Linked DNA regions of Mus musculus: all the other regions are linked to region 1. The links are chromatin contacts, called in public Hi-C maps. All regions are on one chromosome and are shown on one strand. The core of a region is the stretch at or near the end of the contact, and the rest is flanking DNA. Distances in the headings are between cores, read along the strand shown.

What was found. A called contact is a pair of places that touch in the nucleus more often than the background predicts.
Region 2: a contact with region 1 is called in a Hi-C map of Sertoli cells, with 2.1 times the contacts expected there. The contact joins two enhancer-like sites. A contact is called at or near these places in 1 of 484 Hi-C or Micro-C datasets (Sertoli cells) and 1 of 9 other capture datasets (pancreatic islet).
Region 3: a contact with region 1 is called in a Hi-C map of the G1E-ER4 cell line, with 2.4 times the contacts expected there. The contact joins two enhancer-like sites. A contact is called at or near these places in 2 of 15 datasets of contacts at CTCF or cohesin (embryonic stem cells and pro-B cells), 8 of 484 Hi-C or Micro-C datasets (the G1E-ER4 cell line, differentiating embryonic stem cells, embryonic stem cells and 1 more), 4 of 115 datasets of contacts at active chromatin or transcription factors (embryonic stem cells, forebrain and stem cell-derived neural progenitor cells) and 1 of 9 other capture datasets (embryonic stem cells).

What each region holds. Positions count from the first base shown.
Region 1 is chr3:84,645,263-84,649,833 of GRCm38.p6, reverse strand. No RefSeq gene overlaps it. Among named protein-coding and RNA genes, the nearest start is that of Tmem154, 19 kb to the left of the region's middle. Within about 2 kb of position 2,048, at least 82 of the 459 cell types and tissues checked have an H3K27ac peak or open chromatin away from gene starts, as enhancers often do. A contact at or near this core is called in Sertoli cells, where this site is marked.
Region 2 is chr3:84,264,252-84,268,822 of GRCm38.p6, reverse strand. It overlaps a transcript of Trim2 not described here. Among named protein-coding and RNA genes, the nearest start is that of Trim2, 6.8 kb to the right of the region's middle. Within about 2 kb of position 2,657, at least 7 of the 459 cell types and tissues checked have an H3K27ac peak or open chromatin away from gene starts, as enhancers often do. A contact at or near this core is called in Sertoli cells, where this site is marked.
Region 3 is chr3:84,354,673-84,359,243 of GRCm38.p6, reverse strand. The region is part of intron 3 of 4930565D16Rik (RIKEN cDNA 4930565D16 gene); the gene reads left to right. Among named protein-coding and RNA genes, the nearest start is that of 4930565D16Rik, 23 kb to the left of the region's middle. Within about 2 kb of position 2,698, at least 45 of the 459 cell types and tissues checked have an H3K27ac peak or open chromatin away from gene starts, as enhancers often do.

The DNA.
Region 1 (4,571 bases), core at 799-3,298:
AATATTGACAGACGGGGAACCCATTATTACGAAACCAAGTTAGAACTAGCTGGGTTCAAGATGACTACACAAATGACAAGCAGAGGGGACTGTGACCAAAACAAACAAGTAAACTCACTCTACACAACCCTCTGCTCTGCTCACTCTTGATTTGAGAGACCAAATCTTTTTAGTTCAGGCTCCATTTTAGAGAACTTGAACTCAGGTAAACTAACTGGTGGTACCTAGCATTGGTTTCCAAATTATCCCCCAACAAGATCAGCGGTTCCAGGTTAATCTTCCCCAACAAAATCCAAGCCTAGCTCCAGTTTCTAGGCTAACCCCAACAAATCCAGCATTACCAAGTTAAATGCCTGGATAGAACTTACCCACCCACCCCACCCCACCGCACCCCACCCCACCCCACCCCTGCTTGCTATAAAGCACCACAGATTCACTTAGAACTCATTGATTTTGGAGATCACACAGGTGAGAAGCGCTATGCATCTCCTAATAGCTTTGAGCAGATAGCTCATTTGACTTAGGGGTTGGCAAGCTCAACCTTTGCAGAAACTTGAAGACCTTGTTTGTAGAAAACTCTGATTCTTCACCATAGCTGGCAGTTGGCTAAGAGTCTTGGCGTCTCTGTCTTCATAGTTTGTCTCTCCCTTTGACTGTCCCAGTCTTTCAGTAAGATTCTGCTCAGGTCTGCATGAAACACGGTGGTGATGATGATGACGATAGCCCCAGACCTGGCCTACTGACCACTGGAGCAAGCATGTGTTTTCTCTACCCTGCCCATGTGCTTTTTCAACAACTGAGCACCTATAGTCTGCCAGTCTTACTCTAAGACCCAGATCAAACCATGCGGCCAGGACAGTTACATAAAAAGATGGTACCAGCTGTAACACAGCAGTGGTTGACTGAACTTGACAACCTGTTAAATACACCCCCAAACACACACACACACACACACACACACACACAGAGAGAGAGAGAGAGAGAGAGAGAGAGAGAGAGAGAGAGAGAGCGCCAGTGTGTTCGTGTGTAAGAAAGCACATTGTTTAAACAAGCACTGGTCACCTTTTTTCAGTGTTACTTCCATTTGGCCTGAGTCAAAGGGGTCTCGAGAAGGTCCCAATAGAAAGCCCTGCCTGTCTGGTTGGGTGTGTGGCCTGCTCTAATTTTTACTGCTCCAATGGCACATACTTACGGTTCAGAATCAAGGGGACCGAAAGAGCTAAGACAGGCAGTTCTGAAAGAATGGTTTGTGGAGCAGCAACAGCAATTGCAGCCTGGGGAGTGACTAGAAACACACATCTGGGAACCCACACTGCGACAGCTGAACCAGAAATCTGAGGGTGGGGCCAGAGATCTGCCTTAATAATTTCTCCCAGACACTCTACTGTAACTGGACCTTTGAGAATCTGAAGGGGAAAAATGAATATTTAAAACCATTGAGAATCTTAAAACTTGAAGTTATTAGGCATAATGAGGAGGACAAGGTTCCAGGGTGGCTACTACTAAGTCAGAAAAACTAGGTTTGCTGTCAACAGAGGCTCCTAGTCCTTCCCAGCTTCTCAGCTGCTCCATCAACGCTAAAATCTGTGGTTCCTTTTTTTTTTTTTTTTTTTTTTTTTTTTTTTTTTTTTTTTGAGACAGGGTTTCTCTGTGTAGCTCTGGCTGTCCTGGAACTCACTCTGTAGACCAGGCTGGCCTCGGACTCAGAAATCCACCTGCCTCTGCCTTCCAAGTGCTAGGATTAAAGGCGTGTGCCACCACGCCCAGCAAAATCTGTGATTCTTATGCTGGCTTCACTTTAGAGCCACAGAACCTGCCAACAAGTGGGAATCCTGGGAGTTGGAGAACTGGCATTATGAGGTGATTCCAATGTACAGCCGTGGTTCTGAACCAGTGGTCTGGATGGAATTCCTGGACTGAGAGACAGCCACAGCCTTGACCTTGGTACGAGGACAGAGCTTTGCTGGGGAAGTTCAGTGGGGAAGGGAGCTGGGCTATGAGATCATCCTCCCAGAATCCTCCCTGGTCTCTGATGGACACTGGGGTTCTTATACAGCCTCGAGTTCGCTAAGTGAGAAGCCTGAGTATCAACAGAGGCTGTGCCTGAAGGATCTGGAAAGAGTTCAGAGAAGAGAAACAAAGATGACTGAAGAAGAGGACAATGGAGCCTTTGAAAGGAAGTGAAAGGAAACAAGCCCAGCCTGAAAAGCTGAGAGACAGCCACACACTCCTGTCCTGTGGAGGTTGTGCTCGCTGCTGATCGGCCAGGCTCCATTTTCACTGAGGATGAAACAGGAAAACAAATAAACGTCACCCACCTGTGTCTGTGTAAGTCCTTTCACTCTCTATAAACTCCCAGCGCACTCATCCTTGAGTCCACTTGACAGGAGTTAGGATAAACAGAAATGCCCTGAAGCCAGAAGAGCAGCTGGTTAAAGATGCTTCTTTTAATGCACAATAAAAACCAGAACCACTTTTCTCTAACAGGGATGCTTTATGTATTTCCCATTTGACTTTGTGAATTGCATTATTAAAGGGTTGGCAAAATGGCTCATTAAGTAAAGGCACTTGTCACTGAACCTCATGACATGAGGGAAGAGAAAATTAACTCCTACTGGCTTTCTGTCTCTCTCTCTGTCTGTCTGTCTGTCTGTCTCTCTCACGTACACACACACACACACACATGCACACACACCCATTGTTAAAGCAAATTAGAATATCCACCTTTAAAATTATATTTTGGGAGCTTAATTTTTATGTTACTGGTACAGCAATATCCATATGCATCAGGCTCTAAACTCAACCCCCAGCAAACACACACACACACACACTCACACAAGATATATATATATATATGTAATGTCATAGTTAAACTATTTTAGACACTGATTTCCAATGTATCTGAATTTTGTTGGAGCTCTTATTATGCAAAAAATAATAAGTATATTTTACATTCACATGATGTCTTATCTGAATGCCTTTCACCTTGACAACAGTATTTGGTCTGTGAAAAATTATTTGAAGCCATATCAAGGCACTATTTTCCCATTTGAGAAGGAGAGCGGCTTCCCCATTGTCTCACTGTAAACTGTAGACTTGGAGAAGTTTCCAGGGCGAGTGACTCTTGGTTTCAGGCCCTTTGCCACGCTGGCCACACTCATCCTTTGGCACGCATAAAGTCTGGTTTCGACACAGATCACTGGATCCACCCCAGAGTCCTGACTCAGCAGGTCTTGGGTGGGGTCTGAGAACTCTCATTTCAGGTAAGTTACCAGAACTGTTGGCACAGAAAGCCACTGCCTCACACCGTTCACTTTACACACATTCCTGGAGTCTACCTTCTCCACTCAATGTTTAGTCCTCTGTTCTTCTCTAAGAGTTCCCTGGAGCAGGAAGGTAAGGCAGCCTTCAGCCATGTCCAGGCCAAGGAGAAATAAAGCCAGCTACCTCCCGTGGGGTTCCTGTTTTGTATGCTTGGTGAGAACCCCATTCAAGGACGTATAAGAATTGGGTGTGTATAAACGATTTCTTCAGGATCCTTGGGCTCTGCAGGGTAGCAGGCACTGGCTCATAAATCTAAATGATTCATAACAACAGCCTACATAGCATAATAAATGCTTCAAGAAATCAATGAGCAAAACTTCTGTGTTGCAGCTGCACCTAAACACACTCAAAAATTAATAGCTGGAGTTTGAAGGCTACAGAAAAACAGTAAATTGTCTAGCAAAGCGCTGCCTGGGTGAGTCAGTACGAAACGCTGGTACAGTAGAGGCCCCAGGCTGGCCACTTGCAGAAAGAATGCTCTGCACTGTCAAGCCAGGGTCCTTTTGGGATCAAGATTCAAGTCCAGAACTATCTAGTGGAGGATACTTTCCCTAGCGAAAGATCAACCCCAAGAGTGCCCTGTCCGGGTGAACCTGCTCAGCCACACCCAGGGTTCTTTGTCAGTGCATGCACCTAGTTCTAGGGAGTGGCTTTTTTTTAAAAACTGTATTCTCACTAACATGTGACCTTTAATGCTGTTGAGGCGGGAAAGAGAAGGGACACCTTTCTTGGTGAATGGGAAGGATGAGGGAAGGGAACTTCAAAAGAATCAGAGAGTGGGGGGAAAAAAAGAAATATTTGAAACCTGAGTATCTCCAAGCCTGCAAATAGCATTCCAGAAGTCTCTAGAACAGGACCAGGGAAGTGAAAGCCATTTCCAGCGTAGGCAGGTCCCACCCTAAAACACAAGAAAGTCACTCCTCCTGGAGCCCGCTGTGGCTGGCCCGATCCTGGTTAGCGGCTTATTGTTCTCTAACTGGCCCTCAGGGAGAGCCACAAAAACAAAATGATGTTCTGGACTCTGTGAACCCCAATCTGTCTCAGCCAGACAGTCTTGTGGTGTGGAAAGAAAAAGAAAAAACAGTTGCCAGAGCCTGCCCTGCGGGTTCAAGGGCTCCTCCCTCATCCACTGTGCCTGGGCGCCTCTTGATGGAGCACCAGTCTCTTCATTGCTGCCCTGGGAGGTGAAAAGGAACTTCTTTGGTGTGCTGTCTTGATCCTGTTGCTGTGCTGACCTCTCCAGACTT
Region 2 (4,571 bases), core at 1,408-3,907, 380 kb after region 1:
AAAGATGCATGGGATAGAGATGGGGTAGGGAAGGGGTCCTCCCGACACTTCCACCTGTTCAGCAGATGTGCTGTGACTTTTGTTGTTATTGGTGGCTTTGTTTTGTTGTGTGTGGACTTCATTGCCTAGGCTGGATTGGTTAGATTACTGCCACTGGAGACTGAATCGATCTCCAGAAATGTTCTGCCTCCTGGAGGTTGGCATTGGTGCTGCAGCAGGAGAGTAGCTCTCCTGACAATCAGACCCCTTCCCAAGGCTCTGGGATGCCCTCAGCCTTTGTATATCCCACGAGGACATAGAGGTACCTTTTCATTTTGTACATCCCAATGGCTTCAAGAACTGTTTGCCAAGAAACAGAGAGAAGACTATGTGTATGTGTGTGTGTGTGTGTGTGTGTGTGTGTGTGTGTGTCTTATTCTAAACCTCGTATCACACCTTTCTAAGGATTTACACTTCATTTTCATCTCTTACATATATTTGTGTAAGTTGCACAATGTCTCTGGGCACCAGTTCCCAAGTCTACAGAATTTGGTTAGTCCTAAGAAGGGACAGCTAAGGGTATGTCCTTGGGGCGCAGCCCTGCCAAATTGTTGGGGTGACCCCAGAAGGATGAGGCAGAAGCTCCAGGGTATGAGGCTAAGAGCAAGAGCTTTGGTGTAGACTCATCCTGGTCAACTCTTCTATTTTATTTGTGTAATATTGGGCAAATCTTCTACTTTTCTAAAGTTTCTGACTGGACCACTGTGAGGTTTAAGTGTGTCCACAAGTAAAAAGTCTGTTGTGTACTGCTCAGCACACAGAAACCCTGTGATAAACTTCTTGCCCAGCTACCAGCATTCAGTGATAGTCCTAACCACAGGCTAAGTTCACTGAGTGCTATTGAGAGATCATCTTGTGTATTTATAGATGCCTCACCTGTCAATTACAAAGCCGATGGCCTGTGACTTAGTTAAGAAATAGAGGTCGGGCATCAGGAGGAGAAAGAATTCTGGGAGAGAAGGGGGCGGGAGTAGGAGCCAAAAAAGAGGTGAGAAGGGCATGTGGATGGTTGGTACTGAGCACAGGTAACCACACTCCTGGCAAAAATGTAGGTTAAAAGTAATGGGTATCTTTCATTATGATCTAGTCAGAGTAGAGCCTAGCTGTATGGCCCGGGTATTTGTAAATATATTTTGAGTCTGAGTCTTATTTCTGGGAGCGTGGGGCTGGGAGGCAGAACTGGCCTTAACTACAACAGAGTGCATCCCAGGCTTACTTGAAAATTCTTGAAAGAGGAACGAGTCAGTCAACTGTACAAGGTCGTGATCTAGTCCATACACCATGCTGGCTGGCAGGTGGGTAACTCCGCATGAAATGTGTCCCTTGAGCCATTGTCATCTGGTCTGTCCATGAGGCAATGTCTTTCCAGTCGTTCTAATTCTAGGTCCATGTGTAGACCTGGTGGATCTAGTCTATACCTCAGACAGAGTTGGACTTAATCTCAGGTGTCCAGTTTTTACTGATGGTGAGGTGTCCTGGGAAGTTCCTTACTCCCTCCGGATCCCTCATGTTCCTCATCATCACGGCGTGCCTCTCCTGGGGCTATTTGTGGATGGGAAAGATAGGAAACAGATAAATGCCTTCAGAATGCATGTCCTGGGGTCCTTCCTGGACCTTCTTCCATTGTGATGAACCTTTCTACAATTTGTTTTGGAAATTTCCCACAAAGAACAGGTTGAAATCATTTCTGAGTGTAGAAGCTGATCCTACAGGGTCAGGGTAGAAGTTAGGAGCCACTGGAGGACAGAGGATGAAAAGTGAAGGCCACACCCATACCACAGAAAAGCAGTCCTTTAGAAAACCCAGCCTCAACCTCCTCCTAAGATCCACAAGAGCAGTCATTTCTTCACCAGGCCCTTTCTGTAGAAAACCCTAAGAAAATTAGACCCTAAAGCCAAGGGTCTAATAAAGTGGGATCAAGAAAAATGGTGGACAGTCCCTTTTATCAAAAGAACACACGGCCTGATGACCTTTGTGCTCCTGGGACCTTCTTAGCGGAGCAATGGGAGGAGTCACAATTTGGAACTATTCATAGTCCCGGTTGGAGTTTAACCTTCAAACTAGTATACATACACCTTCACCCACACTCAGTAAACACCCTGTTTTGTCATCCAGGGACATTAAAGTGACTTAACAAAAAAGACAGAAAGCAAACCAGACACCTTCCCTGAGGAGCCCCTAGACAGCCTTTCACCTCAAGTCACACTCTGGGAGCACATCTTTCTTACCTCTGCCCTCCCAGCCTTTCAAGGATCTAACTGGATCTAAGTGGATCTAACTGCCACAAGGGTTTCCCCCACTCTCCACTGCAATTCCCAGCACTGTGCTTGACAAGCTGAGATGAAGGAACAACACACCCCACAGCTGGTCCTTGTACTCTTGACTCTAGAAACCACAGGGAATGGAGAAGCCATACCTGACATCACACACACTCACACACACACACACACACACACACACACACACACGCCTCTTGATAACAGCACAGAAGTCATCTCCAAGAATGATAGTTATTCTCTGCAGGTATGTGGAAGACCTTGGAGTCCATGGCCCCACAAAGCCTGTCTGTAATCTTGTTACTCCCACGGGGGCAGTTGCCAGTGTGTGACCCTTGATATAACAATACCCTGCCAAGGAATCTCCAAGGACAGATTCTTACGGGAAGTCTCTCTTAACTCTCTCCTCTTCCCAGAAGAGTGAAATAGAGTTTTCTGTTTTGTTTAGTTGTATTGTGCTGGGGTGTCACACAGGATGTCCTGCATGCTAGGTCACCCTGTTCCATTAAGTCACATTCACCCACTCCCCAAACCTACAACTAAAATAAACTTTGAAGCTGTTAATTAGCTCAGAACCTTGTGTCATAAAGGCCCCTTTTGTGCTTCCCAAACTAGTTTAACTTGCCTAGTTTCCCCCCCACATCTCAGTCACACACACACACTGATGCTGTAGGTGGCAGACAGCATTGATGCTGTAGATAAAGGAGAGCATTAATGAACATGTGGGTACAGAGCTAAATGCTGCAGATGGAGGACAGCATTGATGCTATAGGTGGAGGACAGCTGATGCTGCAGGTGGAGGACAGCTGATGTTGCAGGCGGAGGACAGCATTGATGCTGCAGGTGGAGGACAGCATTGATGCTGCAGGCGGAGGACAGCATTGATGCTGCAGGTGGAGGACAGCATTGATGCTGCAGGTGGAGGACAGCATTGATACAGCAGGTGGGGACAGCATTGATGCTGCAGGTGGAGGACAGCATTGATGCTGCAGGTGGAGGACAGCATTGATGCTGCAGGTGGGGACAACATTGATGCTGTAAGTAAGGGAGAGCATCAATGTGCATGTGGAGTACAGAGTTAATGCTGCAGGCAGCAGGCAGCACTGATCCTGTAGGTGGAGGGAGCATACAGTGACTTTCCTGCATACCATTTCAACCATAATTTTTCTTTCTTAATGAGGCACATTGAGCAATGTACAACAGTGAATTCCAAGGAGCACTTACAGGAGCAAGCAGTATGATAGATATTTCCACCTACAGGCAGCTTCTAGAACTTTCCATTTTAAGTCTTTAGATCACAGTTAACCACAGGTTACTGAAATCAAGGGAGGTTTAAAACTGGTCGTGGTGATTCCTGAACAGGGGCTTCATGTAAAATGTATGTGTGGCTCTGCCTGCTCCTGAAGTCCAGTGAAGTCCTCACTGTCTTCTCCCGCGGTGGTCACCAGGTGCTTTGCAGACAGCTGGAAACTGAATTTCCCGAGTGCCCAGTCCTGCCCAGTCCTTCTTATGTATCTCTGACCCTCGGGTTCTTCCTCTGGAGCCAAGGGAACAGAGCAAGGGCTGTGAGCTTTATGGATCTTGCTGAGTCTTAGAGCACAGGCTTGGCCCTGCACACAGCTCCTTTCTGGTGTCTGTCTTTTGAACAAGAAATAGCAGCCATTGGCATTTTCTTAGGAATGAAAGTTCTTTCAATCCACCCTCGGCTTAGCTAGCTGTTGTATCTCTGGATCCTTTCTGTGTTCTGGGCACACTGGGGACATAACATAAATATTAATTACTCCTGGTACATTACCAACAGAAAATGGAAAGACCCCTATAAGGCAGCAGTGACCCCAGAAGTCTCAGAAGCCCTGTCGGCTATGTGATGAGGACAGATAGTGACAAGACATTAAAAAGCAGCTGTCTTCCCACACTCAGCACTTGCAATAAACCAAGGTTGCCATTGTCTGAGCTGTCACTGAGGCTGGGAGAAAGCTGAGAGTGGGGCAGGGGCAGGCATCCCTGCCTTCCACATGGGCGTTCTGAGAATACTGGTCCCTGGTGGGAGCCTCCTTTTCTACTTATAGTTGGCCACACCAACTATGGACTCAGAGCTGTACACAGATCTAGCGCCACCCCAAATTTCTGGGTGTGTTTTTTGAGGGCAGGGTCCTTGAGGAAGGAAGAGCAAGTGATAGTTAGAGGACCTGAAGTCAGTAGCACAGGGTAAGCAGAAGGGCTGGTGACCCAGCAACCCTCATCCTCTAAAAATGG
Region 3 (4,571 bases), core at 1,449-3,948, 290 kb after region 1:
GATGTAAGCAATAAAGCTTTGCCGTAGAAGATTCTGGTTGTTGTGTTCTTCCTGGCCGGTCGTGAGAACGCGTCGAATAACACTTCTTCCATTTCTGGTTGCTAATTTCTTCTCTCTCTCTCTCTCTCTCTCTCTCTCTCTCTCTCTCTCTCTCTCTCTCTCTCCACATTTGTTTACCTTTCCTTCTGATCACTCTTGACAAAGGTCATGAGATTATCATAAGTGGGTTAGTGATAGGCCCATAGTAACTTATGCTTGCGTAAATGTTTTTTTTTTCTTTTGTTTTTGTCTTATTTGTGGTGCTACAGATAGAAACTGGAGCCTTGCATTTTGCATGAGCCACACCCCTTCCCTCACCTACGTGCTCTACAACTGATAATTATGTACCATACTCCCTAATGTTTAACTCCACTCCTGTTGGCTGTGCTGTTAAACAGTTGGTGATGACCTACAGTTCTTGGTTTATTAGGCTCTATACTTGAGACCTCCACTTCAAGATTCCTCTATTTTTCTTTTCTATTGTCTTTTCTGTTATCCTGAGTAGGAGTAATTCATACTTCACTCTCATCCAAACACAGGAACCCTTTAGAATCCCATCTCTATTAACATTACAATCAAGAGGCCAAAACTTGATTCAGGAGCTGAAGAGATGGCTCAACAATTAAGAACATTTGCTATTCTTCCAGAGGACCGGGGTTCAGTTCCTAACGTTCACATTGCAGCTCATGGTATCCTGTAATTTCAGTTCCAGGGAATCTTCTGCCCTCCATGGGTACAGTCACACATGTTTTTCCCCAATCTATTTACATAAAATAACAATAATTACAATTTCTTAAAATCTTGATTAGGTTTGGAAGTATTAAATTAAGAGTATTTGCATCTATGTCCATTAGAAATCTTGATCTATAGAGCTCTCTTTTCTGTTGCGTCCTCTGGTTTTGGTGTCAGGATCAGGTTGGCTTCTGAGAATGAGTTTAGTATTTATGAGTTTAGTGTGAGGATAATAGTATCCCTTCCCTTACTGTAGTCTGAGGAGCATTCGTGTTAATTCATTGAAAGTCTGGATTTTAGCTATGATTCTATCTGCTCCTGGTTTCTCTCTGTTGGGAGACTATAACTGCTCTAATAGCATCACTCAGAATAGACCTGTTTGAGCTGTTAGCATCCTGCTGGTTTCGTATTGGTAGACCACAGGTGGCTAGCGATTTCTCCAGGGTTTTGAAGTGTTGCTCGATGATGCTCTGGGTTTTATCTGTATCTGTTGAAGAGTAGCTGTTCTCATCTCTCTTCTTTCTGCTGGCTTACATAAGGTGGTTGGTGATCTTGTCCATCTTTTCAAGGAATCAATTCTTTGTTTCCTTGATTTATTCAAGACACTCTCTCACAGACATGGCCACAGGCCAGTGTGATCTGGGCAATGCCTTCATCACCAGTGGTGTCAGGTTGACAATAATAAGCAAGACAACTCTTTGCAGCCAACGCTTCTTAATGTTCTCTCTAATTTGAGCACATTACTTTTCTTTCATCCTTCACCCTGTTCATCAAGGTCCAGGTTCCTCGCTATGTGATCTCCCTTCTTCCGCTCTCTTGGGGTAGCCATTTTCTGCAGTTCCCTTCCTTTGTTCCCTTCTCCAACCCTCTTTGGCTGCCACATTTCTGCTCACGCAGTCGCCCGAAGGAAAACCACACCCCAGGTGAATCTCCACTTCTGTTCCCATTCCTGATGCAGACGTCTTGCTGCTCCCTTGCATGTCCGACCATTGCCTCCAGATAGCCTGCCTCAGACAAGTTCACCCCAAATCTTCTTCCCTGATCATCCCTTGCCTGTTACCTCCCTATGAAGCTCCCTGTAACTCCAGCCTGAAGTCATGGAACCCTCATCGTCTCCTTTCCCCATCCCCTTTCCCATAAAACCACATACCGTGTTTTGTCAGTCTCCAGCGCGTGTTTTCTATGATCCTTCCTCTCATGACTCACTCTTAAAAAAAAAAAAGATGTATTTATACTTTTCAATTTATCCATGCGCATGTATGTATGTGTGTGTGTGTGTGTGTGTGTGTGTGTGTGTGTGTGTGTGAATGCTCAGGCATACATGTATGTGCATATCTACAGAAGCTATAAGAGGATACCAGATCCCCCAAAACTGGAGTTATAAGAGTCTATGGGTGATGGGAACTGAACTTGGGTCCTATGCAAGAGTATCTAACGCTTTTAAACATGGCACCATCTTGCCAAACTCCCTCCCATCACCACCGTTACGTTACTGCTTTTGCCTTGAGATGCCTTGGTTCGTGTGTGTGTGTGTGTGTGTGTGTGTGTACACGCATGCACGCACATCCATGTCATAGAGTATGTGTGGAGACCAGAAGACTACTTCTAGGAGTCAGTTCTCTCCTTTACCACGTACATCCTGGGACTAAGCTCGAGCCTTGCTGGTAGGCACTCTCACCCACTTCCCCATCCTCTTGGCCCTTGGTTTCTATTTCAACATCTTTTCATTCATTCGCCTCACTGACACTAGGCTAATGTTGCTTAGTATATAGCAATAAAGAACAAAACCAGTTTTAGTAAAACTACCCGCTGATTACTTTGAGATTGTTGACTGTGAAATTCAGAGCTCTTAACTGAATTGAAGTACGTTGAATCTGGCTGGAGAATCTGTACTCTCTGGCTCTAACTCATTTGCATACCCCGTGTCTCAGTTACACACACTGCCATTTTCCAAGCTGTGTCCTGCAACACAATAGTGACCTTCAGGAAGGGAATACTGTCCCTTAATTAAAAAACGTTCTGTGGTGATTGCGTTTAACCAAAGGCGAACTGTTTTCTTGCACAACCTCTCAAAGCCTTGACTATGCTGCCACATATAGATACTGTGAGCCTTCAATTGAGAGGAAAATTATATGCTATTTCTCAACACTGTTTGAACATGAAATCCCATTTAAGGGGCCACCATTATCTCACAAGATACCACTGTTCCAAGAAACACATTTTCAACCGAGCAAACACAGGCACCTCTTTATTCCCAAACACTCAGATTCTCACACAGTCCTCTCAGATCAAGCCAGTGTTTCTCCGTGAAGGCTGCCCTCCAGGGGACATTTAGCAATCGCTCTGGCAAGCGCAGTAGGGAGCTCCACCCCCTGTGTGGGAGGAGCCAGGGCTGTGGCTACATCTTCTAGAATATCCAGGCCAGGCCCCCCAACAGCCAAGAATGATTCAGAGGAAACATCAGCGTGTGTAGCTCACTCTCCTCTTCTCTCTCTCTCTCTCTCTCTCTCTCTCTCTCGGTTTCTCTGTATAGCCCTGGCTGTTCTGGAGCTCACTCACCAGGCTGGCCTCGAACTCAGAAATCTGCCTGCCTCTGTCTCCCAAGTGCTGGAATTAAAGGTGTGCACCACCACTGCCCAGCTCTCCTCTTTATCCCCAAAGCTGTATCCATGTCTTCAAGGCCAGAGCCAGCATTTCCTCTGCTGCAATGCCTGGATCCTACAACTTAGATTGTCTCCTCGAACCTGTGCTTTGTAGCATGTGTTGAGTTCTTTCCTTAATTATACATATTTGTGCATGTCTATAACATTTCACCCTGGATTGTCACATCACCGCGAGGGGACAACATTGTGATCTTTTCCTTGCTCCATCTAAAAAGCTATCATAGTGCCAACAAGATCTTACTCAGTGAAATCTTTCACCCCGGAAACCTCCTCACCCTCATGCTCTGGTCAGTACCCCTATGCATTCCCCCCACGACTTTCCTTTTCTTTCTGTGTCTGTAGCCATTCCACAGTTCATTGTGTGGCTCCAGGTGGTTACACCATCCGGGAGAAGAGATGGCATCCTGGAGAAGAGAGAGCTGCCCCCTGACTTCACACAGGCCTCAGTTCCACATCCTGCTTCTCTATCCTATTCCGACAAAAGATTTTCATTCCTGGGAACTGGAGCGAAGGTGACTCTGCTTCTTGGGTTTTGGGAAAGATTCAGGTAGATGTATAAGGCACCTGGATCATCGTGGATGCTCAGTGATGGGCTCTAGGATGTAATTCAGTGAAAGAACACAAACTTAGTACACCACAGCTCCCAGTTCAGTCTTCAGCAAGTACACACACACACACACACACACACACACACAGACAGACACACACAGAGACAGACACACACAGACACACACACACAGACACACACACACACAGACACACACACACACACCACAATGTCTGAAGGGTCTCTCTTGACCCAGTCAGCTGCATGGGCTTTTCTTGTATTGATCAGAAAGCTCTAAACACTGAAATTCTCTGCCACAAGGCTCTAAATACCTATAGCTGGTTCATTGCACAGTGTGTGTTACCATCTTTCTCAGATACTTACTTGCACTTCTTCCCAAACTATCAGTTGTTGATAAGTGGCCCATATGCTGCACTTTGAGCAAGCCTGCGTATCCCAGCTCCATCTCTGGTTCATAGTTTCCCCACTGCTTACCTACATCAATCACATCAGCTTTCTGTGATGGCGACAAGAACAAAACAAAACAAAACAAAAACGGCAAACAAACAAAAATCCCAGCTGTACTGGCT